Linked DNA regions of Mus musculus: region 1 is linked to region 2. Evidence: chromatin contacts called from public promoter capture Hi-C data. All regions are on one chromosome and are shown on one strand. The core of a region is the stretch at or near the end of the contact, and the rest is flanking DNA. Distances in the headings are between cores, read along the strand shown.

Region 1 (6,684 bases), core at 154-2,653, about 14 Mb before region 2:
GGAAGCTGCGGACCCCATCCGTAAGCAGCTCTCCTAACTGGCGCCATTCCCCTGAACCATGGCGCCGTTCATACTCGAGGTACTTGAAGCCCGATGAGGCCAGGGCCTTCCCTGGCTCTCGAAGAGCATCATGAAACATCTGGCGAGCCACTGCAAGGACCCCCGCGTAAACATTGCCAGAACCACAGGGGTATTCGGTGAAGAGCTTCAGCTCGAACTCATAGCCCGGAGGGCGGGCAGTGGCATCAAAGGCGAACACCCGTCCCACCAGCCCGTGGTCCTTCTTGAATCGAACATTGAAAGGGGCACAGGCGGACAGAGCCAGTAGCTGTTCCCTTACAGCCTTGGGACGCCCATGCCACTCCTCCGCCCGGCCCCGCATGGCCTCGTTCAGTTCTGCCAAGCAGTCCGCATTCCTCTGCTGCTTCTCCTTCTCGAAATCGGAGCCGAAAAGTGGACGAGCGGGGCTTAAGCCAGGTGCCAGCGTCAGAGCTCGGCCTCCAAGGCCAGACACTGCAGCTGCCAGCAGCCCGGGGGGCATCAAGCTGGGGATGGAGCCAAGCAAAGCCCTGCGTGCCCCTTCCGCCACGGCCTCCTCGCGGCCCAGCCCGTTGGCCAAGCGGGACCCCAGGGTGTACTCCAAAGCCGGCGAAGGCAGCGCCAGGCGGCTGGATGAAGTAGCCCTGTCATAGCGGTCCGGGCCTGAGACGCTACCGCCGGTCCCCGATGGCTGCGCCTGGGCCTGCGGGGGTGGCAACTGGGAGCCCTGGGAGCCCGTGGAGGCTAGGTCCTTGGAAGTCGGGTGCTTGAGAGCCGGGGGTCCGGGCGAGCGGCCCTCGGGGAGCACGTGGCTGCGCTTGAGCTGGCGGGCGGCGTCGATGAGCAGCTCGATGCGGTCCGCGCCCTCGAAATTCACGCACCCGCGGCACACAGCCTCGCTGAAGTCCCACACCATGGCCCACGGCATCTTGGGCAGGTCGCACAGGTAGCACCACTGGCGGCGGGACGCTTGCACGGACGCCATGGCGCCCCCCGGAACGCCGCCAGGTGCCCCTGCTGTGCACCCGCCGCCCACGTTCGCTCCGCCGTGCCCCGGGACGGGCGCGCGAGCCGCTCAATCCGGCCTCGGGCTCGGCCTCCCCGCCGGATTCAGGCCCGGCCCCCCTTCCCCGCCCCCTGGGCCCTCAGCCTTTTTTTTCCTCTCTCTCTCACTCCCGCCTCCGGTGGAAAAGGCAAGCCACGAGCACGCACGTCGGCGCCCCCGTCCGGTCCGCGCCGTGAGCCGCGATGCACAGCTCCAGCTCCTCGATGGGCCTCGGGCGCCGCCGCCCCAGGCTCCCGCCGCTCCGCTCGCGCCGCCGACGCCGCTGCAACGGCCGCCGTCGCCTCCACCTCCTTCTTCTGCCCCAGAGGCCGCTTCGCAGGGAAAGTTACATAACGCGCGGGCAAAGCCTTCTGGGAAATGTAGTCCCGTCGGGGCTGCTTCTTAAAGGGGACTGGGTAGAAAGCAGTGGCGGGAAAAGAGGGCGCGCGCTGGTCTGGGTGCTTAATTTTCACTGTGCCTCGCCAGGAAGCTGGGGTTCGCACACAGGGTCCATGGAGTGGGTAATGGTTTCATAAATGCTCGGGTGGCCAAGTTGCTGTGGATGCAATTTCCCCCCTTTCCCCGCCCCCTCTTTCTTTCTTTTTTTTTTTTTTAAACAATCTTTTTTTTTTTTTTTTAGATTTATTTATTTATTTATTTATTATATGTAAGTACACTGCAGCTGTCCTCAGACACTCCAGAAGAGGGAGTCAGATCTCGTTACGGATGGTTGTGAGCCACCATGTGGTTGCTGGGATTTGAACTCCTGACCTTCGGAAGAGCAGTCGGGTGCTCTTACCCACTGAGCCATCTCACCAGCCCCCCCTCTTTCTTTCTTAAGACTTAGATTTATTCTTTAGCTCAGGTTGGCCTAGAAGGCTAGCCTATGTAGTCTAGGCTGGCCTCAAACTTGCTGCAATCTCCCTGCTTCAGCCTCCTTGTGGGTTTACAGTCCCGACACCATACCCAGAAGCCGGAAAGCAGTTTCTGCTCTGATTTGCTGAGCAGTTCTAGAAGAGTCTTGCCCTCTCTTAGAATCCCGCCCCTTCAAGAAGGGCCAATAACCGGTTAGAAAGGCAGCAGCTTTGGGGGAATTGGGGCGGAGAGGCTCTGATTGGACGGTTTCAAGGGGATGGTTTCAGGCAACTCTTGGAGAGTAGTGTCTACTTGGCAGTTTGTCCTTCCCAGTGTCTTAGGTACTAGCCTCAAGGGCGGCCCAGAGGCTACAGGATGATAAGACTGTAGGCTTCCGAGCCAGGCGGCTGCCTTAGTTTCCTCATCTGCTAAAGAACGTTCTCTGAGCCTGCCAATTCTGCTCCAGCTGTGCACGTATTTGGTCTCTAAAGGGTTACAGAGTTGGCTTCTCGGTACACCTCCAATTTCACTACAATTCCCAAAATGCTCTGCGAGATGGACGCACTGACGTACTTCCTCTGCTTGGAAGCTTGGGGGGGGAAGGCCTTCCCGATTCTTGCCCCCCCCCCTTGCTAGCAGGGAATTTCGCCCTCTCCCTCCACCCCCACCCCCCAGGTTAGGGGGCTCTTATTACTCTTATATTTGGAATGAGGAAGCCAAGAGGAGATTGCTGGGAAGGGCAACCCCAAACCTCCAAGTGCTTAATGGCCTGGTGGGCCCAATCGGCTGTGGGCACCCCATGTTTTTAGCTTTTTTGGGGGGGTGGGGGGAGCTAGGAGAAGCGACATATGTCTCCAGGACCTAGCTCACATCAGCCCTTTCCCCTCACTTGGCCTGGATCCCCGCTGGTGGTCTCAATTCCCCCCCCCCCCCCCAGTGTCTTCTTTGCGTTCTTCCAGGTTTGCACTTAGTGGAGGCTTGGTGGTTTTCTCACCCCCACCCCAGAGTAGTCACAGCAGCCCTGGCTTTCTATTTCAGCGTTACAATTTAACTACCACCTGCATTACTGTTTTAACACTTCTCCCTTAAACAAATTGCCTATTTTTATCGTTTCCTGGGAGATACTATGTTCACAACCATAGGTTTCCTGTACTACTGTTTATTTACTTTCTCCTGCTTATACGTGGTACTGGGATGGAATCCAGGGCCTTATGCTAAGTGCTCTAGTGCTGAGATGTACTACCAGCCTGTATTTTTAATTTTGAAACTGGGCCTCACTAGGTGGTCCAGGCTGGCTGGCCTGAGCTCTGGGTCCTCCTTCCTTAACCTCCTGGGGGCTGAGATTTCAAAAATACATTAACCATGCCTGGCTTTATTTATTTTTCCTTTTTCTAACGATAGGTCTCTGAAGCACAGGTTAGCCTTGAACTCACAGCAAGCCTCCCTAGTACAGGAATGGCAAGTATGAGCCATGATCCCTTGATAGGCTCTTTAAGGCTGTAAAAGCCTATTTTTCGTTCTGCCCCGTCTCTGTCCTTGCCTGAGTTAACTACCCAATTACTTTATTGAACTGCTCTTAACAGACCTAGATAAACTCTGTTTGTTGCAACCTTCAAGTGTGTGCTTCTGCACCAGGGTTAGTTAAGGCTTTTAGAGGGGCAATCACCTGCCTCAAGTTCAGGAGGCATGTCCTCTGGGGCGGGGTGGAGCAGTCCCTAAGTGCTGGACTCCCAAGGCCTGTCTCAGAGCCTCAAGTTAATTGTATGAAAATAAGTTTATTGACATCTTGTCAGCACTGAGGAGAAAGGAAGGGAGGGGCTGAGCTCCGGAGGTCAGACACACCTCGCAGCAATGAGAGGCAAAGGACCCAACCTATACCTCCCCCAGTCAGAATTCTGCCTCCTCCTCGGAGTCCTCTGCCTTCTATATTCTGATTTGTCTAGCAACTGCCAACCCTTCCGAAGAAGTCTGGGCTGGGGGAGTAGGGAGGTCCCCACACGTTGCTTCTCTTTAAGTCATGAACAGTAACTATTAGGCAAAGGAGCATGTCGCAGAGCCAGGAGGTCCCCCTCCCACCCCACAAAGGGCAATATAGTAACATAAAATTGATGGCTTAGAAGTTGGGGTTACAGGAGGCAGTCAGGCGGACACCACTGTACCAGAGAAAGGGGCTGAGGGAGTCCACCCGGGGACTCGCCCAGAGAATCAGGCACTAACTAGCACAGGAAGTGGGGTGCTCACGCCCCTAGAGCAGGAAGCCAGGGTGCAGCTGGGATAGGCAAAGAGCATCTTCCTCCTCGACTGCGCCTGCGCCAAGCAGGGAGAGGGGTTGCAGGCAGGAGCTTGGACAAGGGTAGATTTCACGGAGACTTCCAGCGGCCCCGCCTCTTTCGTGTAGGGAAACCTTTCCTCCTTTTGTGTGGGGGTGAGTCGTGGAGGGGAAGTGGTGGGGCTGGGGGTAGTGGTTTGGGCACCCCTTCCTCGCTCCTGGGGGAGATGATCACTCCCCTCGCTGCCACTACAGCCCCATCCACAACAGCAGCTACCACAGACACAGGCTCTGGGGCGAGCTCCACCTTGGGGGCAGAGGGTGGCAGGACTGGTTTGGGAGGTGGGGGCGGAGGTGGCGGTGGGGGCGGGGGCAGCGGGTCAGCTGGGGTTCCCGGCAAAAGGGGTAACAGGGCACTGAGGGCCTCGCTCAGTTTGGCCAGTCCCTGCCGAAGGGTGCCAGCCAGCTCCCTGATAGCATTGGCAGTCTCCTGCTGAGCCCGCAGGAAGTCCAGGGACTGTTCTGGGGCTGAGGTGGGCCGAGGAGGAGTTGGGCTAGGAGATGAGGGTGCCACTTGGGCCAGCGCCGTGGGTGGTGGTGGAGGGGCAGGGAGCGGTGGAGACAAGGCCAGGCGGGGCAGCTGGACAGGCTGCATGGCTGCAGGGGACGTGGACTCACGCTCCTTGGCTTCTTGGGGATTGCAAGAGGGCCGGGCCCAGGACTCTGGGCTGCTGGAGCCTCCCTTGCTCTGGGCTGGTGTATCTGTAAAGATAGAGACCTTGGTTAAGTCACAAAGGGCCTGCAAGTCTTCATTTCCTGTTTTGGCTTCCTATCCCTAGTACAGTCTCTCAGTCTCTCCTTCTTCAAGGAAACAGGGTCTCTCTAGGTGATACAGGCTAGCCTGCAACTCCGGATTCTCCTGCTTCCAATTCCTAAGTGCAGGTATTACAGGTGGCACTACCATGCCTGGCTTGATTTAGGCTTTCTAAGAACACCACCCTCCAGGCATGCTGGCACCCTAGTACTTAGGAAGCCAAGGCAGGAGGTTTGAGAAATTTAAGGCCTACATCCACTATATACCCAGATTAAAGGCCAGCTTTGACTACATTAGACCATATCAAAAAGAAGGAATAAAAACACTTTAAGACCTCTCCCACATCAGAAACACACACACACACACACACACACACACACACACACAGACACACACGCTAGGCCACTATCGAGGCATTTGTTTGAAATACTTGTATTCTGGAGCTGCAGGCGAACCTAGGCTATAAAGCAAGACCATATCTCAAAAAGGAACACACTAGTAATACCACCTAGATAGAACATGCCAGGGAACGCTCATGAAGTCAGTCTTTGAATGCCGAGGAGCGGATGCATTAAACTGTGTTGGGGGTGATCCTTTTATGCACTGTGTAAAGACTGGTGGTGTACTATTCATCTGCTGATATCTGTACCAGGCGGGCATCTGATTTACAGGCCCGACATCCTGTCTAATTGCTCATCACCTGCATCCTATTTTGTAAGCTCTCCCTCTCTCACCTTCCTATTGGTTTAAGAAAAAAACTAAGGGCTTACAGCAAAGGAGGGGAGAAGAGGCGGGACATCTGGCAGAGATAGGAATTCTGGGAAAACAGTCAGGCGTGGGAGAATCAGGGCCAGGCTGTGAGACTTCGAGGTAACAAGCCACGTGGCAGAATGTAGGTTGTAAGACCTGGTTGGGAACAAGAGTAAGCTGAGGCCTAATGCTATTATAAATAAATCTAAGACTGTGTGTCAGTATTCAAATCTGGGACAAGCAGAGAAAGTCCTCATGGTTATGCATGGCGCCCAGTGTGAGGCATGAACCCTGGTGACTTACCGACTGAGCAACTTGGTGGCCAGCTTTAGTGGACAAAAGCCTTACAAGTCTGACAGACCCCATGGTAGTAAGAGGCTTTGTGGGCTCCGTAAAGCGCAGAACCATCTGGACACTCCCGCATGGACTCAGTTGGAGTCCATTGAAAGAGGCAGAGTGGCTGGTACACTGGTCCTAACTCTTGCATGCTCTTTCCAGCCAGGATGGCAGGATTTCCTAGTTCTATCCCAGCCTGCTGGGTCGTCACAATCTCAGGCGCCCTTCACACTCTTGGGGCTTAAAGTGTCTGCTGAGAGACGGTGTTCTGGGTGAGCTGAACCTCGCTCCTGAGTTCCAGCGGCTCTTAGGCATCTCTAGGGGGCAGTGCTCACAATCTGTGCTTTGTCTAGACACCTCAAACTCACTACTGAACGGAGTTCGTCATCCACCCCTGCCTCAGAAGATGGCAGCTCCATCGTCCAGGTGCTGGGGCTGAAATAAAACTCCATCATCCCTCATTCTTTTCCTATCCTGGAGTTGGACCAAAGATTCATTCGGGTTATGTATGTATCTACCATTAAGTGTACCCTTTCTTAGTAGTATTCTCTGTGCGTGCATGTATATGTATATGTA
Region 2 (6,900 bases), core at 4,266-6,765:
GTTACTATGTCTCCTTATCTTGAAGCAAAGGAAACCAGCCTACCTAGACAGGAAGTCTCTCAGATAGTTCAGGACAGTGCAGACTTTAAACTGGGACCATGAGAGTAGATGTCTCACAGTGTCCTGAGATAGAGAGCAGTACCTATTCGCCAGCCCCCAACCCAGACAGATACACTCCCCCTATCTGGGGCAGTCAGAAGAGACCCATCCCACAGAAGGTAGTCCAGCAACCAGCCTGATGCCCAGAATCAACACTGTAGCTTAGCCAGCTGACCTTAGCCCATGCCCTTAGCTCCTTTGCTATACATAACATGAGAACCAAGGTGTGTGTGTGTGTGTGGGGGGGGGGGGGGGGGGGGCACTGGCACAACCCCCACTCCCTAAGAGTATTGGTCAAACCTGAAACCAACTTGTTCAATAATGCCCTGGATGCATTTCCTTCTAAAGAAATGCCGGAAATCTGAGAACCTCGCTGGGTCATGTATGCAACCAGACCACACTTACCAACCTTTCACACTCATGTGCCCTCTGGCCCAGCAACTCCAGGACCAGAAAAATAAAATGCACACCAGGATATTCCAGCATCAGTCTTGCTTAAAAGAACAAAACACTGCCACGGCCTAGAAGTGTAGGCCTGTAACTCCAGCTCCTTGGAGGACTGAGGAAGCCCACAAACTCAAGGCCTACAGCAAGTCAGAGACAAGCCATGACAATTCAGCAAAACTCTATATCAAAACAACAGGTGAAAAATTCAATGTTGAGGATGTAAACAATAAAGCGTTGTTGTGTATGCGAAGGCCCTAGATTTACAGCCCAGTATCACAAGCAACACCATACAACAGTCTCCATGACCCCCAAATTCCTCTGTGTTCCACTTTGTTATCACCCTAGTACATACAACACTTGACAGGCACTAGTCTGTCACCTGCCCCCAAGGCTCTGCCTTTCATAACATCAATAAATATCAGCAAGTCTGACATCCCCATAACCTGAGTGAGAGTCTCATATGCTGTCCCAACATGCCCACAGCCCAGAGCCATCTGTGCATCAGAAGTACACACCTCTAAGCACGGACAAAGACAGCCTTCAGCGGCTGGGAACTGATGCAAAAACAAAAACAACAACAACAAAAAACAAAACAAAACAAAGAAACAAAAAATAAATAAATAAAAATACCTGAAGGATCAGGAGCTACAGAGCACAAAGCTAGCCTGGACTCCTTAAGACCCTATCCAAAAAATAAAAAATAAATAAAAAACTAAGTAAGAGCGAATATATGTCTGGGTGCTGACACAATCCCAGAACTCAGAAGGCTCACTACAAATTCTAGGCCAGCCTGAGCTACACAGAAAGACCAAATGAAAACAAATGAGTTTAGGGGAAAATCTTTCTGTACAGAATTATATAGACCTTCTTGTCATTAATTATTCCCTTAGTGACAGTATGACAGACACTATGTTATACACCATTTGCATTATTCTAGGTGCTGTAAGCAATAAAGAGAAAGACACGAGAAGACGTCCGCTGGTCATTCACAAAGATTTTACAACTTTACAGAAGATACTTGACCATCATCCGACTCCGGTCAAGTGAAGTGAAAACTAGGAACCAATGTCCCAGGGATGTTGAGGGCTCAATCTGTTGCAGAGATTTAACATAAAAAATAAAAGAATAGTCTTCAACCTTCCCCCTCTTGAGAAACTAGGCAAGGCATACCCTGATATGTTCCCGTTCTACTGCCCCAAGGGACCACACCCAGGTGCTGACCTTGTAGACGTGCCTCCAGTTCTTGCCGTGGTCATTGAGCCGCTTCCAGATCATGCTCATGATCTCGGAGAAGGCCACAACATTGTAGGTGAGGTCAGCAATCTCTGACATGAGGGAGCTGGATGGGCCCCAGGGATCATTGCTTGTGGCCTCGCGGACCTTGATCTCAGCCTCTGAGTAGTTGTGGACGATATTCTTCATCTGACGCCGCAGCGATGAGGTCGACATTGTGCCCAGTAGTGGTGTCAAGGGGCTGGGGCATGGAGAAATGACGCGACTCACAAAGGGAGACCGCAATGGACGTTGGTAGATCACCACATCTGGGGGTTTGGGGGGTTGGAAACACAAAAGAGATGTGGAGGCAACCAGCACCCAAGCTGCCTGAGCCTCCCGCTCTACAGGTTTTCCACCACCCTTGAGGGGAAAGCAAGATGCTAAGTGGCTGAGAAGACTCCCTCCCGTTAACTTCTGTCTTAAAGCTAGCTCATCCTTCTTTCAGTTCCTCAAACAAGTCTAGGTTCTTCCTGCCTGGGGCCCCAGATCAGCTAAGGCAGAACATGTAAGTGGTAGGTCAGACACCCTGAGTCCATACTCTAACTTAGCCACATCTTAACAGGAAAAGCCATTAGACCTTGGATTTCTCTGGGACAAAGTGAAGTGTTGCACATGTGATAAGGGTCTACTACACAGGTTGCAGTAGAAGCCAGCCAGCTCTCAGGGGGCACCCCGTCCCGTCCTGCTAACAAACTCTTCCTCCTTCCTCACCAGATTTGCCACACATCCCCAGGGTGCTGCTTACACGAACTCAAATGTCATTGTCACTGTTCCCAGAGGGGTTGCTGTGAGTGGATTCTTGTGATTTTTAAAGCTGTTTGTCTGATTCGGAAACTATGGTTGACCTAAGACCCACAGTGATAGAAAGGATATTTGTTTGGTTTTCTCTACAAAGAAGCTGGCTGGGAAAAACCATTCAATCAACAGTGCAGGAAGGAAATTGAGAAAGAAAGAAAGAAAGAAAGAAAGAAAGAAAGAAAGAAAGAAAGAAAGAAAGAAAGAAAGAAAGAAAGGAAGGAAGGAAGGAAGGAAGGAAGGAAGGAAGGAAGGAAGGAAGGAAGGAAGAAAGAAAGAAAGAAAGAAAGAGAGAAGCAAACAACCCTGGGACAGGAGTCATGGCAAAAGAGGCCAATGATGGGATTTAAAAAAATGGTAGGGAGACAGAGGAGATAGCCTGAGGCAGTGGGAGACTGGGGAGTGGGGGTGCCCAGGGGACTAGGTGTCCAGAGGGTAGGGAGGGAAGCTCAAGGGAGCAGAGAGATAAGAAATGTAGGAGTCCCCACTAATGGATACCAACTGTGCCACGAGGCACATATCATCTAACAATGAATGTAGACAATGGCCTCATGGAAGTTTAATAACTTGGTCAAGGTCATATCATAAATGCAAAAGCAGACTCAACAATCAAACCCATATTACCTGTATAAACTCATTTTTTTGTGGGTTGGGGGGAGGGGGTGACACAACATCTCTCTACATGGCCTTGACTGTCCTGGAACTTGAAGAGCTAAATCCATGTGTCCCTCCCCTCCCAAGTACGGAGTTAAAGGTGTGTGCCATTAAACTCATGCTTTTAAATTAACCTAAATAAACTAACCTGTGCTGTGACCAGCTGTCAGAAAGCATCAAGGGCAGAAATCAAGCAAATGAGGGGAATATTAACAAGCACTTCCACAACCTTTACATCCTTCTAGGCACCCATTAAGTCCTTTGCGCTATCAACTCAATCCTTACAAATCCATGACTCACAGCCACTTTACACAGGAGGGAACAAGGGCACATTAGCACCTTGCCCAGGGACACACACCTCACAACTGGAGCAGCCTGGGTCCAGAGTAGACTCCGATCACCAGTCTGTGCCTCTCCAACAAGCCATGGAGGGAGATTTACTGAGCCCTACCATGATCCAACCTGAAGGAAGACATAGGAGAATAGGAAAGGCTGCTCTTTACCTTGAATTCAGGCCAGAAAATGGAGCACCTGCAAACAGGCATAACTAGGCAAAGAAAAAAAAAAAAAAAAAGCAGCTGGGTCCCAAGTCAGGCCTGGACAGACACCAGAAGACAAACATATGACAAACATAAGGAGACTGGGGGAGGGGAGAGAAAGGGAGGGAGAAAGGGAGAGAAAGAGGGAGGGGGGGAGAGAGAGAAGAGAAGAGAAGAGAAGAGAAGAGAAGAGAAGAGAAGAGAAGAGAAGAGACACACCAAAACTCGGGCAAAAAGAAAGCAATACAGCGAGGCAGGAGGACAGGGAGGACAGAAAGACAGGGACCCTGAAACAAAACACACACATGACACCCAGGGCTGGGGGGGGGTGGGAAGAGATATAACTTAAAAGAACACAAAATTTGCACTCAAATCCCGGCCACATAAGCAACCAGCAAAACAACCCTGTGACTCAGTTCACCTAACTGTGTAACAAAGGGAGGGGTGCTGCCCGGCAAGCTTGCTGATTAAATAAGACGGGTACATAAAGAACTTGGTTCTGTGCCCCACAGATAGTAGGCGCTCGGTACTCCTGGCTGCTATTATTATCAGAAAAAACATTTCCAAAAGGGTGGCATCTAAAGACGCACTATCCTAACACCAACTACCTACTTCAAGCATGTTCAAAAAAAACATACTAAATCTCACAAATGCTGCTGAAAATGGGGCCATTTTCCACAGTTAATTTAGAATTTCTTATTAAACAGTACAAACAATATAGTGAGTCCCCAAGGGGGACTCAAAAACCTGGTATCAAATACTAAGCGAGACAAAATCTCTAGTAACTAGAGCTACTAATAATCACATGCTTAACTCCAGGCCAGACACTGTAAGGCACTTTACCAGGACCACTCCAATGCGCAGAGACCCTGTGGTGCAGGAATTATGAATGCTTCCGTTTAGAAGACTAGGAAAACTGAAGACCAAGGCAAGCAGCGGGGGCTTTGGAATCCACAGCCAGAGCTCTTGTCAGAACACCAGAGACTCAGAAACCTGGGAAGCACATCCTAAGCAAAAGCAGTGGGTTCCTAGAAAGGAATTTTGGGCCTGGGGACGACAGCAATGACCCGGAGAGAAATAATGCACCAAGAGGGAGACCAGTCTGGGGAAATGAAGACACAGAAACCCAGAAAATACAAGCATTGCATGCATCCTGACAGGAACACGGAGCAATCCAAGACACAAACAGCACTCGGATCTCCAAGCCCTTTTGTACAAACACAGAAACACAGAAGCAGAGCAACACAGACAGCAGGGCCACGCGAGACGGGGACACTGACAATCCCAAAAAAAGACACACACCGGCAGGCAAACCCGACCCGGGCACAGCGGTACAAAAGCAGCCACAAGCCATCAGCGGCTGGAACACCGGCTCCGAGGCTGGCTGGACCCGCGCGCGCCACGGCCCAGGCCGGAACACCGGACTTGCCGCGACGGAGGCCAGCATTGCGCCCCTCGCTCACCTCGGCCCGCTTATACCGGGCTTCCAGGGGTCATGACGGTCAGCCCCCTGCCCCCGCTCGGCCTCGGTGTCGCGGGGCGCGCGCCGAGCTGCGGGAAGCAGAAGTGCGCACGTGCGCACGCACAGACGCACGGAGGGCCGCACAGCGACGGCCCCGCCGCCCCGGCGCCCGGGAGGGGCGCAGAGAGCCGGGCGGGGGAGGGGAGCCGCCGAGCGGACGGGAAGCAACCGAAGGTGGCAGCGGACCGGAAGCGGAAATGAACTCACGTGCCCCGCCCTCTGCACTTCGCCCGGCAGCCTCCACTTCCGCGACCAAACCCACCCCGGCACCATTTCCGGCGCACGGGACTGCGCGTCCTTATGCCCTTGCGTCACTTCCGCATCTACGCAGCAGTGGAGACGCGTAAAGGTCCAAGCCTTGAAGCCTCCACTGTGGCTACCCTCGCGGGACCCTCAGGCCTGCCTCCTTCCCTGGGTGCCACCCTCCACACCCTCGGCCGAAAGAGACGGGCGGACACACTGGACACAGATGAGGATCCATAAAGTAAAATACAACAAAATGTTTAATGAGCAAATTCGTATTAGCAAATATGAAACTGCCACAGAGAGGGGGAGCGGGACAGAGACCACGGGTTGAGTCAGGAAGACTAAGGAGAAGAACCAACTACTTAAGAAACCAGGGTGGAGAACAGGAAGGACCAGAAGCCAAAGGACGGGAGCTGTGGTCCTGCAAAGGGAGAGGGCAGGGCACTGAGGGCCAGACAACAAAATTCAAAATAGTTTGGCCATAAAATATAAACACGCTATGTTCCTACCATGGGGGAAGAGAGGAGGAAAGGGGTGTAAGGGATAAGAGGCTGTTTGGGAAGGGGCTGTGGAGGTCCTACCCGCCCTGCTGTGCACACAGTCCCCATCCCAGCCCGTTCCCTCTGTGTCTGTGTGGGTGCATGTGTCTGTGTGGGCCTGTGTGCACTTGCCCAGTCCCCTTCCTGCCCTAGCCCCCCACCCCCCACCCCCCTTAATTGCTGCCATTCCAGTTGCTGCCGGCTGTCATTCGGCTGTCACTCCTCTGCCCATCTTCTTCAAGAGGGGGGAAAGGAGGAGGGGACAGGTGGGGGGAAAGTCCCCAGCCAGCCCTGCCCCCACCCTCCCCCAGCCACCTCTACCAGAAGTCCCGACGGTGGTAAGAATCAGGGTCACAGTATTTTGTGACCACCACTCTGTTGGCGAACTTGCGACCGGTTAGACCCTGCATGGCTTTCTGGCAGTCAAACACAGAGGTGAACTCCACGAAGATCTGTAGGAACAAGAGGCATATCTGTGAACAAGGTTGGCTCCTAGCATCTACTCAGCATTCATTTAAAGTACAGAATCAGCACAGGAAATGAGAGAACACCTCACCACACTGCACAGAGGACTTCAGTTCAGTATGAGGGTGTTTACCCAAACGTTCTCCAGTACCCAAGAACAAGGCACAGAAGCGAGACATCACAGAAATGAAGAAAACCAGGCAGGCCTGAGTCACTTAAGTACACGGGGCAGTGGCCAGAGGCAAGACCCCAGAGGAGAGAAGGGGTCACTTCTGCATCATGCACCCTACAGTGTTCCCCAAGCCACAACTGTCATGTT

The links. Promoter capture Hi-C pulls out the DNA fragments that hold promoters and counts their contacts.
Region 1: a promoter capture Hi-C map of liver shows a contact between it and region 2, with 4 times the contacts expected there. The contact joins the promoter of Irf2bp1 here to the promoter of Epn1 in region 2. A contact is called at or near these places in 3 of 39 promoter capture datasets (frontonasal cranial neural crest, liver and pre-B cells) and 1 of 484 Hi-C or Micro-C datasets (B cells).

The regions. Positions count from the first base shown.
Region 1 is chr7:18,998,777-19,005,460 of GRCm38.p6, reverse strand. It overlaps Irf2bp1 (interferon regulatory factor 2 binding protein 1), which reads right to left and starts at 1,403. Exons shown (of 1, transcript NM_178757.4): 1 at 1-1,403. The coding sequence starts at 1,024. It overlaps Mypop (Myb-related transcription factor, partner of profilin), which reads right to left. Exons shown (of 3, transcript NM_145579.3): 3 at 3,695-4,970. The coding sequence ends at 4,300.
Region 2 is chr7:5,078,850-5,085,749 of GRCm38.p6, reverse strand. Epn1 (epsin 1) reads right to left here and starts at 5,515. Exons shown (of 12, transcript NM_010147.4): 1 at 5,273-5,515; 2 at 3,629-3,732; 3 at 1,768-2,087. The coding sequence starts at 1,995. U2af2 (U2 small nuclear ribonucleoprotein auxiliary factor (U2AF) 2) reads right to left here. Exons shown (of 12, transcript NM_133671.3): 12 at 5,805-6,568. The coding sequence ends at 6,434.